2 separate regions of the Mus musculus genome follow, and region 2 is linked to region 1. Evidence: chromatin contacts called from public HiChIP or PLAC-seq data. All regions are on one chromosome and are shown on one strand. The core of a region is the stretch at or near the end of the contact, and the rest is flanking DNA. Distances in the headings are between cores, read along the strand shown.

What was found. HiChIP or PLAC-seq counts read pairs in DNA pulled down with a chosen protein or histone mark.
Region 2: a contact with region 1 is called in an H3K27ac HiChIP or PLAC-seq map of heart atrium, with 5 read pairs. The contact joins two enhancer-like sites. A contact is called at or near these places in 1 of 115 datasets of contacts at active chromatin or transcription factors (heart atrium) and 1 of 9 other capture datasets (macrophages).

Annotation. Positions count from the first base shown.
Region 1 is chr2:143,867,273-143,873,696 of GRCm38.p6, forward strand. It overlaps Gm33648 (a long non-coding RNA gene), which reads left to right. Exons shown (of 3, transcript XR_375039.4): 3 at 3,268-5,544. It also overlaps a transcript of Bfsp1 not described here. Among named protein-coding and RNA genes, the nearest start is that of Gm33648, 7.2 kb to the left of the region's middle. Within about 2 kb of position 4,154, at least 40 of the 459 cell types and tissues checked have an H3K27ac peak or open chromatin away from gene starts, as enhancers often do. A contact at or near this core is called in heart atrium, where this site is marked.
Region 2 is chr2:144,121,495-144,127,918 of GRCm38.p6, forward strand. The region is part of intron 2 of Banf2os (a long non-coding RNA gene); the gene reads right to left. Among named protein-coding and RNA genes, the nearest start is that of Gm5535, 65 kb to the right of the region's middle. Within about 2 kb of position 2,382, at least 59 of the 459 cell types and tissues checked have an H3K27ac peak or open chromatin away from gene starts, as enhancers often do. A contact at or near this core is called in heart atrium, where this site is marked.

The DNA.
Region 1 (6,424 bases), core at 2,904-5,403:
TAACTGATAATAGGGCGTGCCTTCTCATGGCTGGTGTCCTTTTGGGAGGAGATTAGAACACAGGCACACAGGGGAAGAAGACAACCAGAGAGCCCCTATGACGCCTCGATGTCAGATGGCCAGCCCCTAGGCCAGGAGAAGTCTGATGTTTAAACTGCCTGGCCTGTGACGCTTGCTCTCATCCTTTCCCACCACATATAGCTGTCTGCCACCAGAGGGCAGCAGGCATATGCCCAGCTGCAGTGCTTGAAGCCTTCCTGGCAGATTGTACCACTTCGGAAGGCAAGACTGCCTGCCCGGGAAAGCCTGGAAAGACTAGAAGACTCTTGGCTTTAAGATCCCTGCTTAATGTAGCCCGTGGTCCAACCAGGCCCCAAGTCTAAGGACTTACAGCAATGCATGCTCAGTGTCCTGGGAGTGGTAAGTTAATATGAAGGGTGACATCACACTCAGAAGTCACTCCAACTGTACATGCACAGTTGACTCCAAGAAGCTTCTGGAAAGTGAAACTTGAGAGTCAAGCAGTACAAAGCGATCAGTATGATGCTATGTCTCCTATTCTCTTTGACCAACTGGAGGATCAGATGACCCAGATTTACGTGAGGACAGTTGGCCTCTTGGAACGCACGATGCTGAAAACAAGAAATACTGGAGAGAGTGAGAGTGTTACTGCAACCGTTGCTGAAATTTGAATGTGGAATGTGGACTAGCGAATTATATCAAAGCAGATTTAAAACTCCTTATCTTGATCACTGTATTTAGGACATGTGAAAGCTGTCCTTTGGAAACACACTGGGTTGGGAATAAAAAGGTAGGGATGGAGTTTAGACACATACAAATAGATTCATAGACTAACAAGGCAAGTCAGCCAACGTGTAAAGAGATGATGGGTTTGGTCAGGGGTACAGAGGGAGCCCCTCACTTCTTCCCTCAAGTTTTCTGTAAGTTTAACATTATAACAAAAGACAAAATTACAACCTCAGATCCCAAGAACTTCAGGAAAATTGTGATGATAACAAATAGATGTATAATTATACATATATGCATATATATTATTTGAGAATTTCATATATATGTATATATATATATATATATATATAGACAATGTATTTTGATTTTATGTAACCCTCACACCTCCTTCACCTCCTCCCAGGTCCCTTCCAAGACTCCCTCCCAACTTATGTCTTCTTTTTACCTTTTAAAATATTTATTTATTTTATTTTATTGTGTGGGTGTTTTACCTGTATGTATGTATGTATGTATGTATGCATGCATGCATGTATGTATGTATGTGTATATGTTTGTATGTGCCCCATGTACATATTTCATGCTCATGGAAATCAAAAGAAGGTGTCAGATCCCCTGGAATTGGAGTTATGTGGGTGCTGGGAACTGAACCCAGGTCCTCTGTAAAAACTACAAGTGTTCTTACCCACTGAGCCATCTCTCCAGCTCTCTTTCCTCCTCCTCCTCTCTTCCTCCTCTCCTCCTTTTCCCCTCCTCCTCCTCTTCCTCCTCCTCCTCCTTCTATAAACAAATAATGCATCAAGTCTATCAATGCTGCTTATATAATATGGATGAGGAACCATCCACTGGAGCTTAATAAACTGGCCAGGGGCCACATCCCTAAGTAACTGTAAAGCAAATTGCTCCTCTTCTTCTTCTCCTTCTCCTCCTCCTCCTCCTCCTCCTCCTCCTCCTCCTCCTCCTCCTCCTCCTTCTTCTTCTTTTTTAAGATTTATTTATTTTATGTATAGGAATGAGTACACTGTAGCTGTCTTCAGACACACCAGAAGAGGGCATCAGATCCCATTACAGATGGTTGTGAGCTACCAACGTGGCTGCTGGGAATTGAACTCAGGACCTCTGGAAGAGCAGTCAGTGCTCTTAACCACTGACCTATCTCTCCAACCCAGCAAATACCTCTTAGTAACAATTAAAAATGCAAGAAATGATCCACGGATGCCCCAGATGGAGTGGCCTCAGCAACCACAACGCCACTGACAGCTATGAGCACTGTTTCAGTCTGCCATATAACTTTATCACGCTGGAGCTCTTAAGCGATATCAAGTCTTGTGCTTCTTGCACATAAGACAATGGGACACATCCTTAGGATGTTATTGATGTTCACACCAACTCATCCTCACTCTGGCTGTGAAGGAAGAGTCACCCTACCCAGGGCCTCTGAGATGTAGAGATGTGTCATTGTCCCTACAGGCCTCGCCATCCTGGCTGAGTATAGAGAAGCCTCTTTCACAGCTAACTTCTGTGAATGTCAATCTCCCCCTGCTAACCAGATTTTTGCTCTGTACCTCTCTTTAAGATGTAACACTGATGGCTCGGCAGTGAAAAGCACTTGTTGCTCTTGCAGAGGACCCACATTCAGTTCCCAGAACCCACATGGTGGCTTACAACCATCTGTAACTCCAGTCCCAGGAGATCCCACACTCTTCTTCTGGCTTCCATGGGCAGCGCATACAGGCAAAACACCCACACACTTAAAATAAAAATGAAAAAGGAAGACATTGTAAGCAGACACTTTAGGCTGGATGGATGTGATGCTCAATGCCTTAAATCAGATGCCGAGGCAGGCGGGCAGATCCCTGTGAGCTCAAAGTCAGCCTGGTCCAGAGGGCAAGTTTCAAGCCAGGGGGGCCACAGAATGAAACCCTGTCTGAGGGGAATAAAAGCGGTTGTTTGATTCATGGCAATCAGGCAAAGGTGCCTGATGACCTGAGTTCTAGCCCCAGAACACACAAGGTGGAAGGGGAAAACCCTCCCACAAAGGTTATCCTGTGACTTTCATAGCTGTACTGTGATATGCACACACACACACACCTGCGCACACACACGTACGCACATAAAATGAATAAACAAGAATGCAATTTAAAAAAATTAGAGAGACTCTTTCAAGCCTTGCTTTATATCAGTTAGAAGATGGATCCTCCAGAACTGAGCACAGACACCTGGGAAGGCATTTCTGATGGAAAGGCACACTCACATTTAAACGCACAGTCAGCTGTCCTGCTGCACCCCTGCAATCCCAGCACTCACAGGAAAGAGAATCAGGAGTTCAAGGCAGTTGTGGCTACACAGCGGGAGTGGGGTCAAAACCAGCCAGACCAACACGGCATCCGGTTACAAAAGCAAACGTAACAAAACAAACTTAAACATACATTGGAGGTGGCCATTGCTTTGGGGGACTCTACGGTGTGAAGGTTGTTTGTTTGTTTGTCTGGATTTTGTTTGTTTATATGTTTTATCCAGGACTACTTCCCCATGCTATCAGATGACACTGACTGAAATATTTCACAAAGGAACAACCCCAAGGATGATCCTCTGCCTCGATTTGGCTGAAATTGAAAGAATGATATCCTATGCTGCCTATCTCATCAGCTGTTTCAAGTCCTGCACAGGAGTACAGGAAGGGTTGTGTGGAGACTATACTAAGCTCTAATCCCCAACTCTCACACTTAAACTCCCCCCTAAATTATATTTAGTTTCTCTCTGTGTTTCCCACTGTCACTCCTCCCTGGGCACTTGGCTGTATTTTGTTGCTTCCTTGGACATTGTCCATAACCCTAGATACTATCCCTGCCTTAAGCTTTCTTCTGTTAAGCCTTCTTTTTATCCCGTCTATTTCCCATTAGCTACACAGGAACTCAGCGATCCAGTATCTCACTCATCAACTACTAAAACTTCTGACACACCTCGAAGCCTGGTTTCAAAAGGCAGGGGTAGGTGAGGGGGTGTGAGAGAACCTTGGAAACTCAAAATGAAAGATGAGATTGTTGGCTGTTGGGAGGGTCATCTTGAAACTTTCTCTGGGAAGCTAGAGACCATGTGACCACAGATAAAGCCTTGCCTGGGCTCGCTCTTATCAGCAGCTCAGAGGAGGGCCTGGCCTCGCACTCCAGCTTCGCTGACTGAACTGTTTCAAAGGGCAGAGTCAAATTTAGCAGCAGTCTCAAATTGAAATATACTTTGCTCTCCACTTTTCCCCACATTGATAGCTAGATTTATGTCATCATTCATCATTAGAGGACCTATAAAAGAACAGAGCACCAATACATCTTTGGTCACATGGTATCTGCAGCAGGCAGGAGAATGGCTGTACTTATAAGACATGAGAAAGGGAAAAACTAAGTCCCTTGAAAAGGGCTGAGAGGGAGGGAGGAAGCGATCTCTAGGTGACGAGGACACATCCCAGGCCTCCTCAAAGGAGGCTGTGGCTTTTCAGATATGAGCCTAAAACAAAACCCAGTCGGCATCCAGGCTGACTCCAGTTGCTTATTTTGTTCTGTGGTCAGCCTTTGCTGAACACAGCAGTCTTCACCCCAGCCGCAGAGCTGTAAGTGGCCCTTGTGTCTAAAACGCTCTTGGACTGTCCTTGGTGACCCTAACTATATGACCTAGCAAGGATAATTAAAGAGGGTGTTTTCTCCCAGGGGAGAGAGCAAAGGCACAATTGTGTCCTCCAAAGTCCAAATTTTGGAATATTTAGAAGATTCGCTTCGCTTCGTTGTTGTTGCTGTTGTTGTTGTGTTGCTTTTTGAAGTGCTGGGATGAAACCCAGGACCCTGTGCGTGCTAGGCAAATGCTCTGCCACAGAACTCCCTCCTCCACCAGCATCTGGCAGCATCTGGAGGCAGGGTTCATCAGCAGATGTGTCCCAGGACAAGACCCTCATGAGCATAGAACCGCCTATCTCCCAGGAATAAGGCAGCGAGCGCTTCTGCAGCCTGGTATCACTGTCTTGTCTTCTGCACATGCCCACTTCTTCTCCAGCTTTCCTCTGCAGGTTAGAGCAGCAGGAGGCCTTCTGCTGAGGTAGATGATGCCCTTGCGCTTCCCAGCTTCAAGAACCATGAGACTAGGGAGAAGAGAGTAGGTTAGAAGACTTCCAGCAGAGAAGGTGGGAGTAGTCAAGACATGGCCTGAGGGAGATGAACGAGGAGCTATGCACGCTGCAGAAAGTGGTGAGGGTGTCCTGGAGGCTTCAGTGGTTGTTATTATCAACCACAGTAGGCCAGGTCCTGTTGATTCCTGGTGGCTGTGATGACTACTGGGAGTGACCCCATCGGCTCTGGCAATCCTGGAGCCCCAGCATAACAAAAAAAGAAGGTCTTGCTCTCTGGCTCCTGAAGATGTAAGCAATAAAGCTTTTGCCGCAGAAGATTCCGGTTTGTTGCGTTCTTCCTGGCCGGTCGCGAGAACGCGTGTAAGAGGTCCTATCAGTCTCTCCTATATACTAAGGCTTTGTAGATATGCCTGCAGCTGGAGACCCAGAGGATTGACTGCTGCACCTCCTGACAAGCCTCATGCTTCCATTTTCCACTATCCTGACTAGCTTTTCCACATGATGCACCATGTCCCCCTAAGCCTTATGAGAGAAAAGGTAGTGGACTCTACCTAAGCTTGGGTCCCTTCTGATGAAGCTTCCTGAAGCAGTTATTACACTGTGAGGACCCAATCATTTTCCTGTCAGCCTTTGCTTAGAATCTACTTGTTTTGTTTGGTTATCAAATGCCTGTTCTTGAAGAAAATAAATTCGAGCTATCATTCAAAAATAACAAAAGATTTTTTTTTTTAACCTGTAAACCAAAAACTGGAATTATAGCTCATTTAGGTAAAATGAACAAGCACTTAACATGAGAAAAGCCCTGGCTTCAGTGTTTAAGTGTCAAAGCAGACACAACAAAAACAAAGCCAGAAGCTGAAACAAACCTCTATTCTTCATAAATTACCCACTTTCAGGTATTGTGTTACAGCAACAGAAAATTAAGATGGTGACGCACACTGGATCTGAACAAGCCACTCATCCAGGGTTTGCTGTGTGCTGTTCTAGTAAACTCTGTGCTGTATTCCAGGATATCACAAAGACACCAAACCAAGGAGCCCAAGTCTGCTTAGCGGACGTGATTTGACTGAGTCATCTGCTGTCATTGGTCTGGAGATGCTTCGGAGCAGCTCATGAGAGTCGACTGCTAAACTTGCAGGAACCTGCTGTGTGCTTGGCTTGGCAGCAGCAGCTTGAAGTCAGTCACAGTGAGGGTGTTTACACCATAGGAACTGACAAAGCCTGAAGTGAGGGTGTTTACACCATAGGAACTGACAAAGCCTGCAGTGAGGATGTTTACACCATAGGAACTGACAAAGGCTAGCCTGCAGTGAGGTGTTTACACCATAGGAACTGACAAAGCCTGCAGTGAGGATGTTTACACCATAGGAACTGAGAAAGCCTATCCTGCAGTGAGGGTGTTTACACCATAGGAACTGACAAAGCCTAGCCTGTAGTGAGGCTGTTTACACCATAGGAACTGACAAAGGCTAGCCTGCAGTGAGGGTGTTTACACCATAGGAACTGACAAAGCCTAGCCTGCAGTGAGGGTGTTTACACCATAGGAACTGACAAAGCCTGCAG
Region 2 (6,424 bases), core at 1,132-3,631, 250 kb after region 1:
ATGCTTCTCTATCATGAGTTCCACAGGCAAAAGTTGATCTGAAGAACATTCCGGTGCATCGGGCTCTGGTTTACCTCACCCTGTGTCTATTTCTGAAGAGTCTTAAAGGTTTTAACTATCCGGAGAACTGCCCAGCTCTTTCATTCGGGCAAGTGAGTTAAGCAACTTAGCAAGAACTTCTCAGCAGGGTTCAGGTGGGAGTTTCATAGAATCCACAGTCCTGGAAACAAAATCTTTTCTGTTAACAAATCAGTCAGTCCAGTCCGTGTAGCCAGAACCTGTAAGGTATGAAAGCCCCGAAGCCTTTGGGGCTGCTGCGTGCCCCACTGGTAAGGGTTGAGCCAAACGCACAGGTAGCAATTAACGGGTGACTGCAGAAAGTCACGAGGCCTAGGCCAGCTCTGGGATCTTTTATAACATCAGAAGCCAGGCCAGGCGTTACCCACAGCTGCCTCTTGAACTCTTGCATCTATCTCTCTGTCTGAGAGTAGTCGCTGTGTCCCCCTTCACACTCATCCAAGTCAGATGGGCCACAAATGACTCCTGGGATAGCCTCCAAACAGCCCAGGTGGGCCTTGAACTCTTCCCGATGCTTCGGCGCTGACGACAGGTGTGCGCTACCACACCTGGTTTGGAATCATACAATTTGGTGTCACTTCTCAGAAGGTCTGGGGGAGGGGCACGGGAGTCCCGTTTCCTGATTTCCTAACATGCCCCCTTTATCAGTGCTCCTTCCCCGTTTCACGGATTCAGCCCCATGCCCTGGGTGTGTCTCTCAAAGAGCCAGTGCCCAGACGTTGTCTCCGAAATAGTCTCAACCGGCTACATGTTTGTCCCTTTCCTCACAGAGGGGTCAGAGGGTTAAACATGCTGGTTGCTTTGGGGGCCGAACTTCTAGCTGTCCAATTTGGATCTGTGGGTCTGAGACGGTAGTGGCAGCGGCAGTCACTCCACATGCATCCGTGTCCACCTTCTGTTGACTGCTCTGGATGTTCCTCCACCCATGACTCCCTTCTAGCCACTATCTTTCTCCTGACTGACCCACTGCTACAGGCATTGACCCAGGGCAACCAATCAGAATCTTCTATCTTCTTGATCACTATGATTGACTCAGGGAAGCCCAATCTGGGACCTTGTGAAGTTGCTAGAGGATCGCGGAAAGGCTACCCAGAAAACGTGGAAACAACCAGAAGCGTGGCTGCCATTTTGCATGGCATGGGAATAGAGTGGAATAAAGGTAAATAGAAGCAAGGTAGGATGAGGTTTGTGTGTGTGTGCACATGAGAAGGAGAAAACAGAGAGAGAGAGAAGTGGAAAGAAACCAAGAGCAAAGGGGAGGAACGCAGAGCAGAGAGGGTGCGTGCCCCACCAGAGCCGCTGGAGCCAGCTTTGCGTGAGCGTTATTGCTGGAGTCTTATCACTGGAGTCAACGAATTCCCTGTGTGCTTGAATTGGATTTCTCACACTTGCCTTCTCCCTTGTCAAAGGGATCTTGACAAGGAGGCAATTTGCAGTTGTGCCCAGCCCCGAAGCTACTTATCCTGGTGATGCCAAGACGTCCTGTATAACCCTTTCCCCCACCCAGCTCCTACAAAAGACACCAAAGGAAAACAGCGTCCCTATGCTTCCAGTACTACACAGTGTTGCACCGCAACAAGCAGAAGTAAAAATAGCTGTGACTATTAATAAATTGGCCAAAAGACTTTATTAGTGACCTTTGAGCCATTCCAGAATAGCAGAGGATCTGAGAAACCAACAATTAATGTCAGATGGTGTCTTAATGTGGAATCAGATGACAAAAGGAGACCCAAAGTACATGGTCATTAGCCAAAGGGATAAGAACTGAATTCCTTAACACGTGGAAATTGGCGCACCCTGCACTGGTGGTACCTAGCCTGTTACCGTTTCAGCTGTCTATTAACAAGCATTTACTTAGAATCTCATCTCAACTTCCCTTGAAGCAAACATTGAGACGGCGGGTGTGTCGGAGTCTACTAAGCTGCTTGGGCTGACTTTCCCAACTCTTCATTCCATAGCTCTGTTTCCAGCAGAATTCACTTAACAACACGTAACAGGACACCGCAGTAACAGTGGCTTGGAGAATTACAGACACAGTTATTTCATGCACTAGGAATGTGGCTCAGTTTAGTGTAGCTGCCAGTGACACTAAGAACCATGGTTACCCCCCTCCTGCTCCCTCCTATCAACCCCACAGCACCAGCTTCTGTGTGTTGGTTTACCATCTTCTTGCTTATCACTCAGAGTCACAAAAGAGATGCTCATCTCCAGATATCACAGCACATGCAAGATCAGGGGTAGAGGTTCTTGGAGCTCACTCCTCTCCATCCGTTCTGCCATTTCACTGACTTCCTGCCAAGTTCCAGCTGCCTCTTCCTAGGGCTTTCTCATCACACCACAGAAGACTGTCTGCAAATTTAGGATTGGGAATACTAAAGTATCTGTTTCTCCCAAGAGGAATCCCCAGCCAACGACTGCAAAGGTGTTGGTATAATGGATAATCTTGACTGTCCATCTGATTGGATATGCCTTTGGAGGTGAGTTTGTGGTTCTAAGAAGGATTAACTGAGTGGCAGCACCTTCTCACAGCAATCCAGAAATTAAGAGGTCCTAAGGCAGGGCCAGGGCCAGGGGAAGTGGGGGGGGGGGGGGGATGACAGTATTGCTAGCCAGCCTTTGCTTCTTGATAGTGAATGCATCTACTCTGCTGCTGCTGCTGCCAACCTCAGAAAACATCAGACTCCAGCTTCTTCAGGCTCTCAACAGTGACTCTCCAGAAACCATTCAGTGTTCAGCATCACTGGAACTGCTGGGGCATCTAACCTCATGAACTGTCCAGCTACTGGGTTCTCAGCCTCTCCAGCGTGAAGTCAGCCATTGTAACTACCTACCCACTATCACATAAGCGAATTGAATTGGTAATGTCTACTCACCCGGTCAGTTCTATCCCTCTAGTGAATCCTGACTAACACTGATGCCCTGGCTTTGTCGGGGATGACTGTAAGGAGGGTGATTTACACCTTTTCCAAGGATATTTCTGTCTTATGAAGCTCATGTCACCCACAGCAGCAGCTGAACCTCTGTCTGCTACTAACCCCGCTTCCCTGCTTCTCTCCTACAAGTATCTCTGGGGTTGTGTCCCAGACTACCTGCCTTGCACTCTGTGTGTCAAGCAGTCAGGGGAGTCAGACAATGAGCTTCTGGTGGGCAGAGAGGCTTCTGAAAGTTGGAGCCCCCAAAATGAACATGATGTATAAGTGTTACTAAGAGGGAACTTGCAGAGCACCAGGTTCTGGTCAAGAACTGGAAATCAGTGGCTAACTATGAGGTGGATGTCATGCCTGAAGGAGCTACCAGAGACAACAAACCATATGGAAGCAAGTGTGGGGATGGCAGAGTGAGGAGCCTCTGTAAGATGAGCTGGGAAGATCACAGTGCAACTTTCTGCAGGTTTATGCAACAACAACTTATAGCAAGGGCAGGAGACAGAAATAAACAAGGCACTGACCTTGTTTCAAAGAGGTTTAGAGGAAGGAAGGAAGGAAGGAAGGAAGGAAGGAAGGGAGGGAGGGAGGGAGGGAGAGAGGGAGGGAGGGAGAGTGGGAAGGAGGGGGAGAGGGAGAGAGAGAGAGAGAGAGGAAGGAAGGAAGGAAGGAAGGAAGGAAGGAAGGAAGGAAGGAAGGGAGGGAAGGGAAGGAGGGGGAGAGGGAGAGAGAGAGAAAGAGAGAGAGATGAAGGAAGGAAGGAAGGAAGGAAGGAAGGAAGGAAGGAAGGAAGGACACATGGACACATGGACACATATGCATAGCAGGCCAGCTGGCTTCCTACCTCTGCCTCTAAGTGCTAGAATTTAAGGTACATGCCACCATACCTGGCCAACTGCAGCCTGATTCTTTTTGTTGGTTTGTTTCTTTGTTTGTTTCTTTGTTTGTTTGTTTGTTTGTTTTTGAGATAGGGTTTCTTCCTTGAATAGCCCTGGCTGTCCTGGGATTAGCTCTGTAGACCAGGCTGGCCTCGAACTTACAGGGGCCTCTGCCTCCTGAGTGCTGAAATTAAAGGTGTGTGCTGCCTCCTCCTGTTTTGCAGTCTGATCTTCTGGAGGCATTTTCTCAACTGAGTTTTCCTCTTCGGAGATGACTCTAGCTTTTGTCAGAAAACTAGCCAGCACACCAGCTTTCTGTAGGATTTAGACTGAGGTCCTTCCGCTGTGATCTAACGAGCACATCACCTAGTGAACCATCATCTCCCAGCCCTTCTGTGACACATGCTTTGTTGCTCATTGCTATCTAAGCCAGGACAGCTGGCCCCTGACTTTCCAGGCATTCTCCTGTCCAGTTCTCGTCTTCCCATAGGAGCGCTGGCATTACAAACTCATGCTACCCAGTCCAGCTGTCCTACTTAGGGTATCATCGCTGTGATGAAACACCTCGACCTCGGAAGTTGAACTTTCAGAACTGTGAGAAGTGGGGTGCTTGCTGTTCAAGCAAACTGAGCCAACTAAGGCAGCATGTTAGACCCCTGAAGGCTGGGATGGGATGGCAGGAGCTTAAAGCCCTACCATTCATGTTCTGGATTGACCATAGCTGCAAACATGTCTCTAGTTGTGGAAACCACCAGGCACAGGTAGTGGCCAAAGGAAACGTGCCAAAGGGGAAGTGGCCAGGGTTGAGACAGACCTGAACACCTTAGGACAGGGGGTGGGGCTTTAGTTGAAGGCTAAGGGTGGGTGTCATGCTGAAGAGAAAATTGCAAAAGAATAGTATAGCTGTGCCTATATGTCATTTATCTCCTGAGACACAAATCTCTACACAACTCTGGTGACCCATAAAACGGTCCCTGTTCAGTTGGAGAAATAGGGGCCTCCTTAGTTATTTCTAACATAAGTAAGGAGTCTAATGCAGGAAACTGGCCGCCATATACAATAGTCCCTCCCTTATCTCTGATTTCACTCTTGGCAGTTTCAGCTGCCTGTGCTCAATGGCAGTCTGAACATACTAAATGGAAAGTTCCCACGTGAAGTAATATATCATGTTTAAGTTCTAAACAACTCTTATGCTGTATGTGTTTTATAGTTGTTCTATTACTGACCCAATTTCTTACTAAGTGTAATTAATAAGATAAACTGTATCTCAGGGCATGTGTGCATGGGTGGGAAGCATGGTTACGTATGATCTGAGGCTGTCAGCTGTTTCAGGCAGGCACAGGGTACCTGAGACTATTCCCTGTCACTAAACAGGAACTGCGGTATTGGAAGGGCTGATAGGGCTCACAGGAAAAGGGAAAAGCTCTGAAAGATTAATATCTGCAGAAAGGGGGTTAGAGAGAGGCCTCAATGGCTCAGGTCTAGTACAGCTCATTCAGAGGACTCTAGTTCAGGTGCCAGCATCAATGCCAGGCCACTCACAACTGCCTGTAAGTCTAATACCGGGGGGATGCAACGCCCTCTTCTGGTCTCTTCAGGTAACTGCATATACATGGTGCCTATAAGCTCATGCAGGTGCACACACATACACATAAATAACTTCAGGGAACTATAAGCTCTTTGCCACTGGAGGAGCCGCAGAGAAAAGGGAACGGTCCCACCATGGGCTGCATGGTTGGGTAGAACCCTATGCACTGTCCTCCTTGCAACAGAAATGACAAGGGCCTGTCCTCATGCCTGCTGGCTTCTAGTTCCTCTCCAGTGCCTCCCATGGACAGACTCTCTATGGAAGGCAGCTGCTATGTCTGTGCCATTTCCAGCCGTGCTGGCAGCCAGCAGAGCACAGAGGGCCGCCATCACAGGGCAGATGGAGGGTGGAGGGGAACTATGTGGATGGGTGTGCTGGAGTCAGATGAACATGAGAGAGAGAGAGAGAGAGAGAGAGAGAGAGAGCCAGAGGTGGGAACGTGCTCTTCTGTGCTCCATTAGGAGAATGAACCAGGTTGTGAAGTCTCCTGAGCTCACTCTTCAGTACCTCGGGTTCCAGCTGTGTGCTATGCACACCCAGCCTCCCCTGCTGCCTTGCTGTGACCTCTATGACCTCACAGGGTGCCACCTCAGTGATTCCGATCCCACATGCTCTCCCTAATAGCCATCTCACCCTCCAGCCTCACTGCCGGCAGCCCTGGGTGCAGCCCTCGGGTGGGCAGGCTTGTCTGTGCAGAGCGAGCATTTCTCAGCGCCACTCTTCTCTTGAAATGTGCTCAGCGTCTTAATGGAATGATCCCTTCCAGAAAATGGACTAGCACCCGAAATAAATTATCCAGAAAAACAAGACCTCTTTCTCTACCATGAATGAAACTGAAGAGCTCATTAGCCTAAGGAATAAATCGTGTTTTCTAGTGTGTGAAGCCAGAAGCCAGAACCATGAATATTCATAAGCATGCTTCTGAAATGAGGGGTGGGGAGCCTTCTTTTAGGCAC